2 separate regions of the Mus musculus genome follow, and region 1 is linked to region 2. A link is a contact called in public ChIA-PET data. All regions are on one chromosome and are shown on one strand. Each heading gives the region's core, a stretch centred on a gene start, on an enhancer-like site or on the middle of the called end of the contact. The rest is flanking DNA. Distances are from core to core; before and after follow the strand shown.

Region 1 (6,437 bases), core at 3,781-6,280, 240 kb after region 2:
TGACACAGGGAACCATGGAGCCACCTGATCAACAACCTTTAGAAAGTTTTCTAACGTCTCCTTTTTCAGCCTGATTCCTTTCACTTTCAACAAATCCTTTAATGCCTGGTGAACGGACTGCCCTGATGTTGTGTTACCCATAACTGTTTTATCTTAATCGTCCCTAACTGGAAATCTTATTTTTTCTAACCGAGAACTTGAATCGGCCAACTTACCTGGGAGCTTCCCAGCCAGCTACCCTGACCTCTTGAAGTTCTGGACCCGCAGCGCTCTCACAAAGCAGAAGTCTTGTACGGGTTCCACCACTTGTCACATCCACCCCAACCAGCAGGAAAGATGCAACACCATGTTGTCCTTCTTCAAGCAGGTTTATTCAGGAACACTTCACATTGCAATGCAGGAACGGGAATCCCCCGAACAACCCCAGGGCACCTTAAATACCCTACTGACTCCTCCCAATCACCCCAGTCACGTAATAGCAGTCAATTGGTTCACAGCAAGTGACGACACCTCAGGCAAGCTGATGAGGCATGGCATCTGCGCAGTGCAGGTGGCTGGGATGTGACTAAGTCTGAGGTAATGAGGGAGTCAGGTGCAGGTCATAAGACCTGGCAGCTGTCCTAGGCGCCATCTTGGGGCGGCGGCCGCACCTGCTCCTCACAATTGGCCTCTGAGAGATGTGATAGAATCACTCAAATTAAAGCCAGAGACAACTTGCTCCTCTGTGCGCCTGGCTTTTGAACATTACATTCCCCTTTCTATTTTATCCATTCTAATATCTATCAAAGTTGGGATCCTTTTGGTTTTTTGATACCCAGAGGATGGCAACATCCCCATCAGACCATTCCTCACAACCAATTTGGACAGAGTGAAGAGTCATGATTGCTTTAGTCACAAAGCATGTGGGACGACGAATCACATATCTTCTCTGCTCCCCCTTACACGTGTTAGGAGAAACGATGGTCTTCGGCTTCTAACAGAGCCTTTAGCTGCTTTTACAAGTTATGTCCTTCAAGAATTAAATGATGGATTATGGGAGAAATAAAAGCCTGTTTTTGCATGCTCTCTAGTGCTGATCTGTACACTTCATCCTCAAAGATATGTTAAACATAGAAAGGTATTGTTATCATCCAGAGAGCAAATTCTAGTGTAAGTTAGTTGCAAATAAAGAGTTTTGCTTTTTGAAGTAAAGCTCTATCTCCAACAAGCTGGAATGATCTCTTCAGGTAAGTTAAAAGATCACTAATATTCATAAAACACTGCTAGTCTTTGAGAATCAACCATTCATTGCTCACTCTGGGATGTCTAGAGTACACAGCAGAGGCAAATACATAGCTATGGATCAAGCACTAGGAGTGCAGTATCCATAACACAGAAAATGCTAACATTCTAGAGAGCAAGTTAGAGAATGTATGTCTCCTGCCCAAAATCAATTCCTCACTATTAGGCTGTATAGTCTAGTTGTCTAATAAATGCACTGGAAAGTCATTAGACAACAAGCAGGTGAAGAAACCGCCAACTTCATTAACTCTCCAGTTACTATCAATCATGACCATGAGAAGATGTCATTTAGTATGCATTTGTTGGAGCAATTAGAGGAAGTTTGATAATTCTAGTTGTTGGAGAGAGGTGGATCAATAATACCTCCTACACTGGTGGCACGAGAATGAAATTATTTTTCTGCCTTGGAAAATAATTTAAAGTTTTCTTGTAAAAAATTAACACTTGTATACCTTAGGATATACAAACTTATTTTCTAGATATAAATTTACACGGCATACTTGCTTATCTGTGCTGAAAGTCATATATAACATGTTTATAGTAATATTGCTAATAATTTCGGAAAGACAAAAAAATCTCTACAGGGTGGGTGAAATCGATTTAGAGGATAAAAACATTTACTTTGTAAGCTTTCAGGACCTGATTTCCACCCCTCAAACCCATGTCAAAATCTATAAGCTCCTGTAATATCTATAACCCAAGCATTTCTACTGGAAGACTGACTGGAGGTAAAGTCAGAAGCTGGAAGGCAAGTTAACACTAGCAGATATAAAAGAGACCTTGCTTTGAGACAGATGGGAGGAAAGAATTGGCTCCTGATAAATTGTCCTCTAAGCTCCACATGTGTTGTGCAGTGGGTGTTATCTCTCCACTCAACACACCCACTCACTCCAACCGGCCCCATTACATGAATACATTTAAAAAAAAATCATTACAAATGGCAAATAACTAGGACTTGGGAGAAGGCTCAGTTGGCAAAATACTTGTTTCACAGGCACAAAGATTTGAGCTTAATCTCTCAAAATCCACATAAAATTGTTGGGTGTGGTTGCACATGCTTGTAACTCCAGCAACGGGGGGGGGGGGGGGGGGGTTATGGGGCTTACTTAGATCGCTTAACCTAGTAGGTGAGTTCCAGCCAAATCTTTTTCTCTCTCATTCTCTTTCTCTCCCTCCCTCCTTTCTTACCTCCCTTTCTCCCTGTCTTCCTCTCTCCCTCCCTCCTTCCCTCTCTCTTCCCCTCTCTCCCTCCCTCATTCCCTCCTTCTCTCTCCCTCTCTCTCTCACTTCCCTCTTTTGTTCTCTTCCTCTCCCCTTCTCTCTCCCACTCCCACCAAGCCAAGTAAAACAAAAACAAGGTAGTTTGGTACCCAAAGAATGGTGCCTGAGACTGATCTCTTGCTTCCACACCTGGGTGCATTTATCTGCACTCACATTCAAAGAGACACCTGCATTTGCACACATATAAACACACATACATATGTACATAATTCTAAATGCAAATATGTATCACAAGATGAGGGAACAAAAAAATCATTCATAAATGTAACATTATACAGGAATGAAAATGAATAAGCCATAACTCCATATAATATAAGTGAATCACAGCTATAATTGAGAATCAAGAAAAATCTCAGAAGTTAGATAGAACATAATAGCCCCCCTTAAAAAAATACAGAAACAGCTCAGCACAAAAATATTGCTTAAGTATATGCTATACATAATAACATAGTAGTATTAAAAAGTAAGATTCTTAGCTCAGTCTCCTATAAGAAAATGCTATGGTTGTTGGAGCTTACAAAACCTATAAATACATACTTGACAGTTCTAGAGGCTGGAAGTCTAAGATTACAGGGCCAGCATGATTGTGGTTGGCCTCCAGTGCAGGCCCTCCTCTGTGTCAGATGGGTGGCTTCTTTCTGTGTTCACACATGGGTACGAGCTCAAAGGGTAGGCAAGCTCTCCCACGATCCTCTTAGGGCACCGACTTCTATTCACCCTCCATTCATGATCACAATGAATAGGAATTATCTCCCCAGGATTTCATCTCAGAATAACCCCAGGTGGGATTTCAACATCTTGGAAAGTCCATAAACCCAAGGGAATAAAAATAAAAAGGCAGGATGACATCAAACTTATAGGAAGACAAATTGAGGAGTGTCTTAGGGTTTCTATTCCTGTGAAGAGACTCCATGACCAAAGCGACTATTATAAAGGACAACATTTAATTGGGGCTGGCTTACAGGTTCAGAGGTTCAGTGCTTTATCATGAAGGCTAGAAGCATGGCAGCATCCAGGCAAGCTTGGTGCTGGAGGAGCCGAGAGTTCTACATCTTGATCCATCTGCATCCAGAAGACGACTGTCTTCCAGGCAGTTAGGAGGACAGTCTCAAAGCCCACCCTGTACAGAGACACTCTTCTTCTAACAAGGCCACACCTCCTTATAGTGCCATCCCCAGGGACAACTATATTCAAACCACGATGGGAAGGAACCCAGATCTTTGCAAAATGTTACCAGTGACATCACCAAATAATTGGCACGGAACTGGCCTCATAAATACTCGTGAAAAAAATGGATGCATAATTAATTAAAGTAAGTGTGACAGAAGGTGCATGGAATCTGTGCATGCTCATGATCTATGAAAACGAGAACTTGAACAAATAATTTTGTATGGAGAGTTTGTAGTCTACTGCCAACGATTGATGCTCATTGACACAGTATAGAGTGATATGGTAGACAACTCTTAAGTCTATACTAACTGAAAAGGATAGACAGAAATATTCCTTCTCATGGGTGACAGTTGACATTTCAGTAATATAATGTATGAATCTCTCCGCCCAAAGGAGTGGGGTCTGCTAATGTGTCCACCAACTTCCATCCTGTTAAGCTTGGACCTTGTCCATGATGGTCACTTTGTCTCTGGTGACTTTATGCCACACCTCCATGATGATTTTTCTCCTGTTTTCATCCTGTTAGAATGCAGTTACTGCATTCTACATTCTGCCATTTTGATGGCATCCATAGCTGCCTAAATTGGGGGGGGGGTGTCTGTCATTTACTTCACATAACTTTATACATCTTGATTCAAACAGTTTAAAATTTAAGACTTGAAGCCTGAAACCCTATTTCCATAAAGTAGTTGTGTTCTTCATGAATATAATTCAGACAGTGTGGTCTCCTTTGATCACTGACAAAACTCAGCACATTCAACTGAGGCTCCAAAAGTGTTATCTTCCATATATATCCTTGTATACAGATGTATTGGGATGGAGTGATTCCCGCAGATACAGGTTAGACTAGGAATATGTTTATATGCTTTGCTCAAACATCTGTGTTGACAGAAAAGCAGTTTTCCTATCTTTGGGTCTTTCATACAAATTGATTGATTTTCTGAAAATGACCTATTTCATGCAGAAGATATTGCTCAGTTGCTTCCTCGGCACATAGGTTGGATGCCCAGGATCTCATAAACCAGATGTGTCTCAGGACACTGCCTGATGTCTCCAGACTCAGAAGTGGGTAAGTGGGCAGGGAATGCTGAGATTCGAGATCATCTTCTGCTTAAAAACAAGCTTGAGTTTGATGCCAGGATGGGAAATGTAAGGCCCTATCTCAAAGAAAGAAAAACAAAATCTCCATAATATTTTAAAATCTCATCACAAAAAAAACATTCAAACTTCAGGGCAGAAGTGATTGCTTACCAATGTTCAGCCTTGCCAGTCTCTCAGAGCTAGGCAGTAAATATTTGTTGAATGAATGACTGTCCTCCCATTAAGCAATGAGGCTGCTTTAGCAATCAGACCCCTTAAATGGCATTATTTACTTGCTGAAAATGTGTTTTCCATATTGGCTAAGTTGTTTAATTTACATAGGCCTGTTGCCATACTGCTCTGTCACAGATCAACTGCAGAGCACACCCATCTCTTTTCTGACCTCCTTCTCACATCTAGACATGTTGAAAAGCAAACCCAGCTGTATCCATTTTGATTTAACAGCTCAGCCCTGCCCCGCCCCACCCTGCCCCTCTACCTTTAAATTGCAATTCTTTGATTTTCAATGCAGAGTTGACATGCCCCAGCCTGGTCTGTGATTCCACAAACGCTTTAGCTTTAGGTTATAAAGCAGACTCAAGTGGAGTCTTGTCTGCTTGTTTACTGGACTGTTTTAGAGACTGTTCAAATCCAAATGGCCGGGGGTGGGGGTGGGGGGAGATGGAAATTTAATGTGTTTCAGGCTTCGGTGCCTGAAGGTAAGGCAGACATTGGGTTTACCACTGCAGGTGAGCAGAAAAGACCTTTGAGCCTGAGCTATCCAGGTTTACCCCAGCAAATATATATCATACTCAAATGACAGGTTTTCTGTCAAATACTGAATGAGACACACCCACTCAGGAAAGTTGAGCAATTCTTTGCTTGTTCAATACTTTAATCCTCAGCTCAGTTAAACAGAAGCTCCAGCACACAGGACAGAAAGTACAGCAAACATCGGGCATGCCAAACACGACGGGACCTTTGCTGGCATTAACTCTGCCCTTTACTTCACCACTCCCCACTGGAAGAACAAGTTTGAAATTTTTTTTCTCTTGCCCTGGAAGCTGTTATTCTTATGACAAAAGACTGAGATCAATCACTATGCCAGCTCCACATCAGTCATTTGAAAGCATGACACAAGGGCAGGAATTACATTGAAATTTTAACATGTAAAGTGGTGGTAATGTGAAGGAATTGGTACTTGTTGACTATCCAAGAAAGGTTGATGCACCGTAATTCATTCGTAATTATTTATGAACACAAATCAGAGAGTTTTGAGTTGGGCTCTCTGTTAGCCATGGAAAGGAAAGAAAATGAAATCTCTTAAGAAGTCTGCAAAGAGCTGGGGAGATGGCTCAGTGGGTAAGTTGCCTACAGTACAAACATAGAGACCTAAGAAGAATCCATATGAAGAAGCCCAGAGCGGTGGAGACAGGCAGATGCCTGTGCCTCATAAGCTAGTCTACCTAACCTAGTCAGTCAGTCCCCGGTCAGTGAGAGACTGTCTCATAAAGTAGACAGCTTCTGAGGTGTAATATCTGAGGCTTTCCTCTATCTTTCCCATTCGAATACATGTAAAATCGAAAAAGAAAAATGCCAAACATGCACAATTCAACAGGTTCACA
Region 2 (6,510 bases), core at 3,386-5,885:
TTTATTTTTAGGAGAATATGGGTGATATATTTGAGTATTAACAGTGTTTGGCATGAAATCATCAATCAACAGATATTTAATATTCTTTACTTTCTCCTACAGTTAACCTGTTTGGAGGAGACTTTGATTGTTGGTTGGGAGAAGGGTTGGGAGAGACCACCCAGATTAGCCTCTCCTGTTCCACAGGTTCTGTCCATTAATTAGCTGTCCCATGAGTCATGGAGGTGGACGAGGTAGGGAATAGATGGAAGTTTTTCCCTTGGAAAAAGGGACATGATGATTCCAGAGGGAAGCAATGGACAGATTTGCTTTTGGACCTGTATTAGAACTGATGAAAACCCTAAGACATTCTGATACTTGGAGATGTGTGTGTGTGTGTGTGTGTGTGTGTGTGTGTTTGTGTGTGTGTGTGTGTGTGTGTGTGTGTGCGTGCATACATGCATGTGTGTATGTGCATGAGGCATGTGCATGTGTACGTGTATATGGCATTGTAGTCTTGCCAGCTGAAGCAGACTCCTAAGGGATCGTTCAGACTTCATCACTGGCACCTGCTAGAAGGCTTATTAGAGAACATAGAGCCTTTAAGAGTAGTAATGGCAAGACCCATTACTAGCATGGACAGAGTATCTGAAACTGGCTTCACTCTGAAGCAAAGGCAGCCATTGAAGTGTCTGTCAGTGTCCACTGAGGACAACCAGCCACTTGGCAAGTATCCCCTTTCAATAGTCTGTATGTTATATTACACAAAGCCCTCCTTACAAAGGGTGACAGCATCCAGGAGATTTTTCTAGAATCGTTAAGTGCATTTACTTTTCTTATTGACAAATCAAGATGCCACATTGTAGAACACTATGCCTGTGTGATAAGTTTTTTTCCTGTGACACTGTCACAGTTGGAAAAAAGACTTCTACAGTTAATGATGGTCTTAGATTCCTAATTACGTTTCCAAAACTTATCAATATGGTGTGCCAATGTGGGCCTATGATCATATTTGAAATTACAAATTGAGAATTATAATTAAGAGAAAGTCTCTTAGGAAATTGAGCAAGAGATAGGAAAATAAATTGTCATTTGTTTAATAATGAAATCCATTCCTCTTTTATATATCATATCGGCGGAAGCTGCCAATTTCAGGCTCAGCTTCCTTTTCTCCCATGACCTGGACTCAAAAGCATTCTAGTCATCCATGATTTCAAGGGATAAAGTCCTTGCCCAGAACTCCCAGCAGGCACTACTGTCCCTTAATTCGAAGCTGCTTTCTTTCACCCTGTCCCATTCCTAAATTAATGAATGCTAAGATGTATTTCTGTGTAGCTGTTTCCTCAGAATCAAAAAGTCCCTTCTGGGAAGAAGAGAGAGGCTTATAAGACTTGGGAAGTTAAGGAAATGCATGAATCTCATGGAGTTCGTGAGGTTGTCAAGACTCAAGGAATTCAATAGGAAACAGGATTAACCCTGCCCCTTCCCAAGTATGTATAAAGCAGTAAACAGTGATTCCACTCACCGATGGGGTTGCCTGTAGGAAAGCTCTAGAAATGTCGCTCTTGTGAGTTGTCAACCATGTTGAGGTGGCTTTAGGATCACTCAGCTGCCTGCGAGTCTTCAAGCATCAGGTCCCTGATTCCACTGCTGGTTGGATTTGAGTGGTCTCATTCATTTGTGTGGTTGTACTTTTATTGGGGGTGAACAGAGATGTCCTTAGACAGTTCATGCATCTTTGGAAAAATTACACAGAAATGCATCTCTGAATGTCTGTCCTCCATCCTTGTAGGTAATTGATAGCTCCAATCTCATTTCAGGTACTTCCAGGCACCTAAACCATTCACTCTTCTCCAAGAGGAAGTCACAGAGGTAAAACAAAGCCATTAAACTGGGCTAAGCCAGCTGTTTAAAGACTGTGCTGGGGTGTGGTAACCTGCAAAATGCCTGCTCAAGACTGGGCTCCACTCCATCATATGTGGGGAAGGGGCTCACGAGGCTCTGTCCCTTTCAAAGGAAATATTGGCAATTCTTGGTTGGTGGGGTTGGAAGATAGGTATCATTATCTTCAGTCGTATAGACAACTGGAAAGTTTCCCAAAGACCCGTAAATAGCCTTGCATCCATGTTTGTCCAAACAACCCTAATTAAACTCCTTGGGCCACACAAAACCTAACCCCCAAAAGCATGGTAACTGTGTGACAGGGAGGAGGGGGAGAGGAAGGTGGAAGGGGAGGGGGGAGGGACAGGAGGAGATAGAGGTAGAGGGAGAGGGATATGTGGGGGAAGGGGGAGGGGGATATGGAGGTTAAGGGGAGGGGGAGAGGGAGGTGGGGGATGGAGAGGTGAAGCGGGGGACCACAGGTGGAGGTGGAGGGAGCCCTTTTATTTTTAGGATGAGGAAGGGTCTCAGTGGGAGATGGATGAGAGAATGATGGGAGCAATGGACAAAAACACATTATATACACATTTGAAAGTGTCAAAGAATAAAGGAGTGAATAAAAAACAAGACCAAAAAACCAAACACACAAAGGTCAGTGCTGCGTTCTGAAAGTATCTACTGCCAGCAGAGGATCAGGATATAATTAGGATATTTGATGTTGGCTTTGAACTGAAGGATCCATTGGAGGTAAAATCTGCTTCTCCAGATGCTATGGGCTGTCTAGGTGGAGTTTCAACTCAAGCCCTTGAACTCAGTTCCCAGATCAAGTTAACAGTTTTTGTTTGCTTGTTTTTTAAATTAAATTAAAAGTTTTTTTTTTATTTTTTATTTTCTCTTAGGCCAACAGGAAGAATCAGCCACTTTTTTTTTTAAATGTTGGAAAGTTCTTAAGGCTGTTTCTCTAAAATTAGAAAAGTCAGGATTATAGACACAGAAATCTGAGGGAACCTCGGGCCCTACTCGAATGTTTCTCTTCCTTGCTTTACAGGTGCTATATGAGTAAGGAGCGAGAGAAACAAAAGGTGTGCCCAGGAGATGACCTTGAGGAGAACTATGTGTATCAGTCTTGTCTTAGGGTTTTACTGCTATGAACAGACACCATGACCAAGACAACTCTTATAAGGACAACATTTAATTGGGGGTGGCTTACAGGGTCAGAGGTTCAATCTGTTATGATCAAGGTGGGAACATAGTATCCAGGCAGGCATGGTACAGGAGGAGCTGAGAGTTCTACATCTTCATCTGAAGGCTGCTAGCAAAATACTGGCTTCTAGGCAGCTAGGATGAGGGTCATGAAGCCCAGACCCACAGTGACATATCTACTCCTAGGCTACAACTATTCCAATAGGGCCTTACCTTCTAAAAGTACCACTCCCTGGGCTGAGGATCTACAAACTATACCAAGTCTCCTGGGGCTGCTCTAGCAAAATACCATAAACTTGTCAACTGAAACAACAGAAGTCCATCATGGGCTGGAGAGCATCTATCCAAGGTTAGCTCAACCGTCAAGGCTGCAGAGTGATTCTTCCTAAACCCTATGAGAATCAGAGAGTCCCTTCTGGCTTCTAGTGGTTTGATGTCAATTTTTGGGTTTCTTTGTTTCTCAGACCTGTCCTTCCGATGTCTACCTTCATATTTACTTGGGATCCTTTCTGCGTATGTGAATGATCCTCATCACCGACTTCCCAAGCTCCATGTAAGAGGGCTGGGATTTGCTGTAGTGACCTCATCATCAGCTAATCACTTGCATGGGTGGTTTATCTAAGCAAAACTAATTCCACAACTTGTAAAGTTAAGGTTATCAACATATTTTAGGTTGGAGCTAGAAAAGGTCATTAGTTTTCTTTCTTTCTTTCTTTCTTTCTTTCTTTCTTTCTTTCTTTCTTTCTTTCTTTCTTTCTTTCCTGTACTCAGATGTGTATATGAAGACAGTTTCTGTTTGGTTAGGTCACAGCGTGAAGTTTTCCTTTCTTGGAATTCCTATTGATGGGTCCTTTGCCAATTTTCTTTACGTACCTTGCACTCACTGTTTCCATGTGTAGTTATTACTAAGTTTGTCATTTTCAGTGTAGTTTTCTAAAAGTGTACAGCTACATGCGGGACTTGCAAAAAAGATCTACAAATGCAACTCTCACTTCAGTCATGAGAAATTGATTCAAATCCAACAGTGCTTGGGAGAGTGAGAACATAGGAGGTGCTTGGAGTTTTCATTGGGTATTTCAGGATTCTTTATGACAGTTCCAAAACCTGCAGGTGAGTGCACGTACACACACACACACACACACACACACACACACGCGCGCGCGCACGCACACGTACATTCCCTGCCCTGCCCCGCCTCCCCTACACCCCAAGAGATGATTTTTCTAAAAGACATCCTTACAAAGTTTCGAACAAGATGATGCTCTAGGTTCTCTGACATGGCAATAGCTTCCTTTGGGTTCCACTAGTTTTGTTTTTAACTGTTAAAAAGTTTCACACACACACACACACACACACACACACACACACACACTTAGTCATATGACTGTATTAAATGTGCCACCAGCTGTCTGCCAACAAGAGACCCAAAAGAGAAACTGTTATTGGCTTCCCCCAGAGAAACCTCCTTTATCTCAAAGAACTGAATTGCCAGGTGGAATTGAGTAAACTCTGGGGTTGCAACACAACCAAGGCATAAAGTTCACCATCAACGTAAAACAGCCAGGCCAGTTCTGCTTTTTAATGTCCTCTAAACTGAAGGAACTGAGCAATCTAAACAAGGGTGAGGCCACGGCCACGGCCACGGGGGAGTGAAAGCCATGTTATATTGACAGCTAATGAGTGAACAACAGCTCTGTCATCTTTATGTGCAGAAGACAGCTTTGTTTATGTGTACCCAAAGTTTGCTGTGAAATCCCGGCCAAGAAGGGAAAAGTTGTGTGGAAACTGCAAGAGAGGTTGTTTGCTTCTTGCTGGGTTACATGATTCACAAGCTAACAGATTGAGAAAAGCTTTGCAGAGAGCAACAAGTTGACACTCCTTGTTTACTTAAGTAAAGATGCTCTAATACGGGCAAAGTTGAACAGCTTTTGGTTTCAAATCTAACATTGTAGAATGGGAGATAAAAACACCTAAATTGTCTGTTAAGATGAAGTGTTTCTAACCTGTGTATTTATTTACCAATGACCTTTCTCTCCCTTGACCAATGTCATGCAGCCTATATTAGATACAGAGACATGATTAGATATCATTTCTTAGTGTAGTGTCTCACTGGTGCCCACCCATAGCTCAGTATACCAGGATAAGATTCCTGAAGTGTCTCAAATGAATGAACTCTGAGATTTCCCCCCCCCCCCAGTTAGTTTTTTCCAACTGGCTCACCAACAGTTTTTTACCAGAGCTGCTAATGATTAACTAAAGGAATCGCTTGGATGGAAACTTTTTCAGACCTCTCCAGAGTGAGGCTTGCCAAGAGTGGTGCAGGGGGCAGCCAGAATAAGGAAGAGGAGTGCAAGCCAGGAGTCTGCAAAAACACACATGTGCAACTGAACTTCTTGGCTCCTGGACAGAAAGCGCTGTGAGACACCAAAGCTCTTTTTCCCTTTGTATATTTACAGATTCCGAATCCAAACTCACAGCAGTGGACGATGCTCTGCGTTTTCTCAATGATGTTTACTTAATAAGCCTGTCAGTGACTGGCTACAACCTCACCTCAATCACTGCCTCTATTTCAACCATCTTGACCTTCTAAGGGAGAGCCATATAGTGGGGTTTTGGAAGAGGATGAAGAGAAATCTTTGGGGCGGGGATGGGTGGCCAGGGGCAGTGGTGGTTCATGGTGTTGGAACATAAAACACTCTGTGCATGGTATTTCTTTATAGATGTTGGCAATCAAAGAATGTTCCAGTTAAGTATGAAGACAGAAGAGAAGCAAGTTACCCATAACATCTACCTCAAACACTAATGAGAAAAAATTTGCTTTGCCATGTGCTGGTTGTGGGAAGGATGCTTTCGGGTCCTTTCATTTATTACTCCCTTCCTCTGTTGGATCAGAGAGACTTGCTGGGACCCTGGAAAGTACCCCTGGTTTTTGGCAGGCTCAGAATCTCCCCCTATGGTCTTGTTAAAATAGGTCAGCCCCATCTAAATTTTAGAATATAAAATCAAAAATACACTGCTACAATGTGAATGATCAGCTCACTCCAATCTATCACCTATTAAGACGTTGCCATGGCTACCCACAAATCCCCAGCTCCTAGCACAGAACAGGAGGGGTTCAGTGATTTCTTATTGAGCAAATGGGTGATAGGCTGCTTTGAAGACAATTACCCTTGACTTAGATGACTCGCACCCATGTTGACTGGTTGGATAATATGGTTTATGTAGGACATCTATCTATGCATCACATGCCACGTCATAAGGAAATGTTTGGTGTAAATACAGAGGGTCAGATTGGGATTGCTTAGCCTGGTACTTGGGCGGAATGGGGGTGGGGGGAGAGCATGTGATCGAGGTTGGCAGAGAGAGAGACAGAGACAGAAAGAGACAGACAGAGAGAGACAGAGAGAGATAGAGAGATAAAGACAGACACAGACAGAACAGATACAC

Evidence for each region. ChIA-PET counts read pairs in DNA pulled down with a chosen protein or histone mark.
Region 1: a contact with region 2 is called in an REV-ERBa ChIA-PET map of liver, with 5 times the contacts expected there. The contact joins two enhancer-like sites. A contact is called at or near these places in 1 of 39 promoter capture datasets (liver), 1 of 15 datasets of contacts at CTCF or cohesin (the NIH/3T3 cell line), 13 of 484 Hi-C or Micro-C datasets (3T3-L1-derived adipocytes, liver and uterus) and 8 of 115 datasets of contacts at active chromatin or transcription factors (bone marrow-derived dendritic cells, fibro-adipogenic progenitors, hepatocytes and 3 more).

What each region holds. Positions count from the first base shown.
Region 1 is chr10:96,919,236-96,925,672 of GRCm38.p6, forward strand. Gm46240 reads left to right here. Exons shown (of 3, transcript XM_017314191.1): 3 at 195-956. The coding sequence ends at 565. Among named protein-coding and RNA genes, the nearest start is that of Gm46240, 21 kb to the left of the region's middle. Within about 2 kb of position 5,031, at least 26 of the 459 cell types and tissues checked have an H3K27ac peak or open chromatin away from gene starts, as enhancers often do. A contact at or near this core is called in 3T3-L1-derived adipocytes, hepatocytes, liver and 1 more, where this site is marked.
Region 2 is chr10:96,681,671-96,688,180 of GRCm38.p6, forward strand. No RefSeq gene overlaps it. Among named protein-coding and RNA genes, the nearest start is that of Gm33897, 31 kb to the right of the region's middle. Within about 2 kb of position 4,636, at least 109 of the 459 cell types and tissues checked have an H3K27ac peak or open chromatin away from gene starts, as enhancers often do. A contact at or near this core is called in 3T3-L1-derived adipocytes, hepatocytes, liver and 1 more, where this site is marked.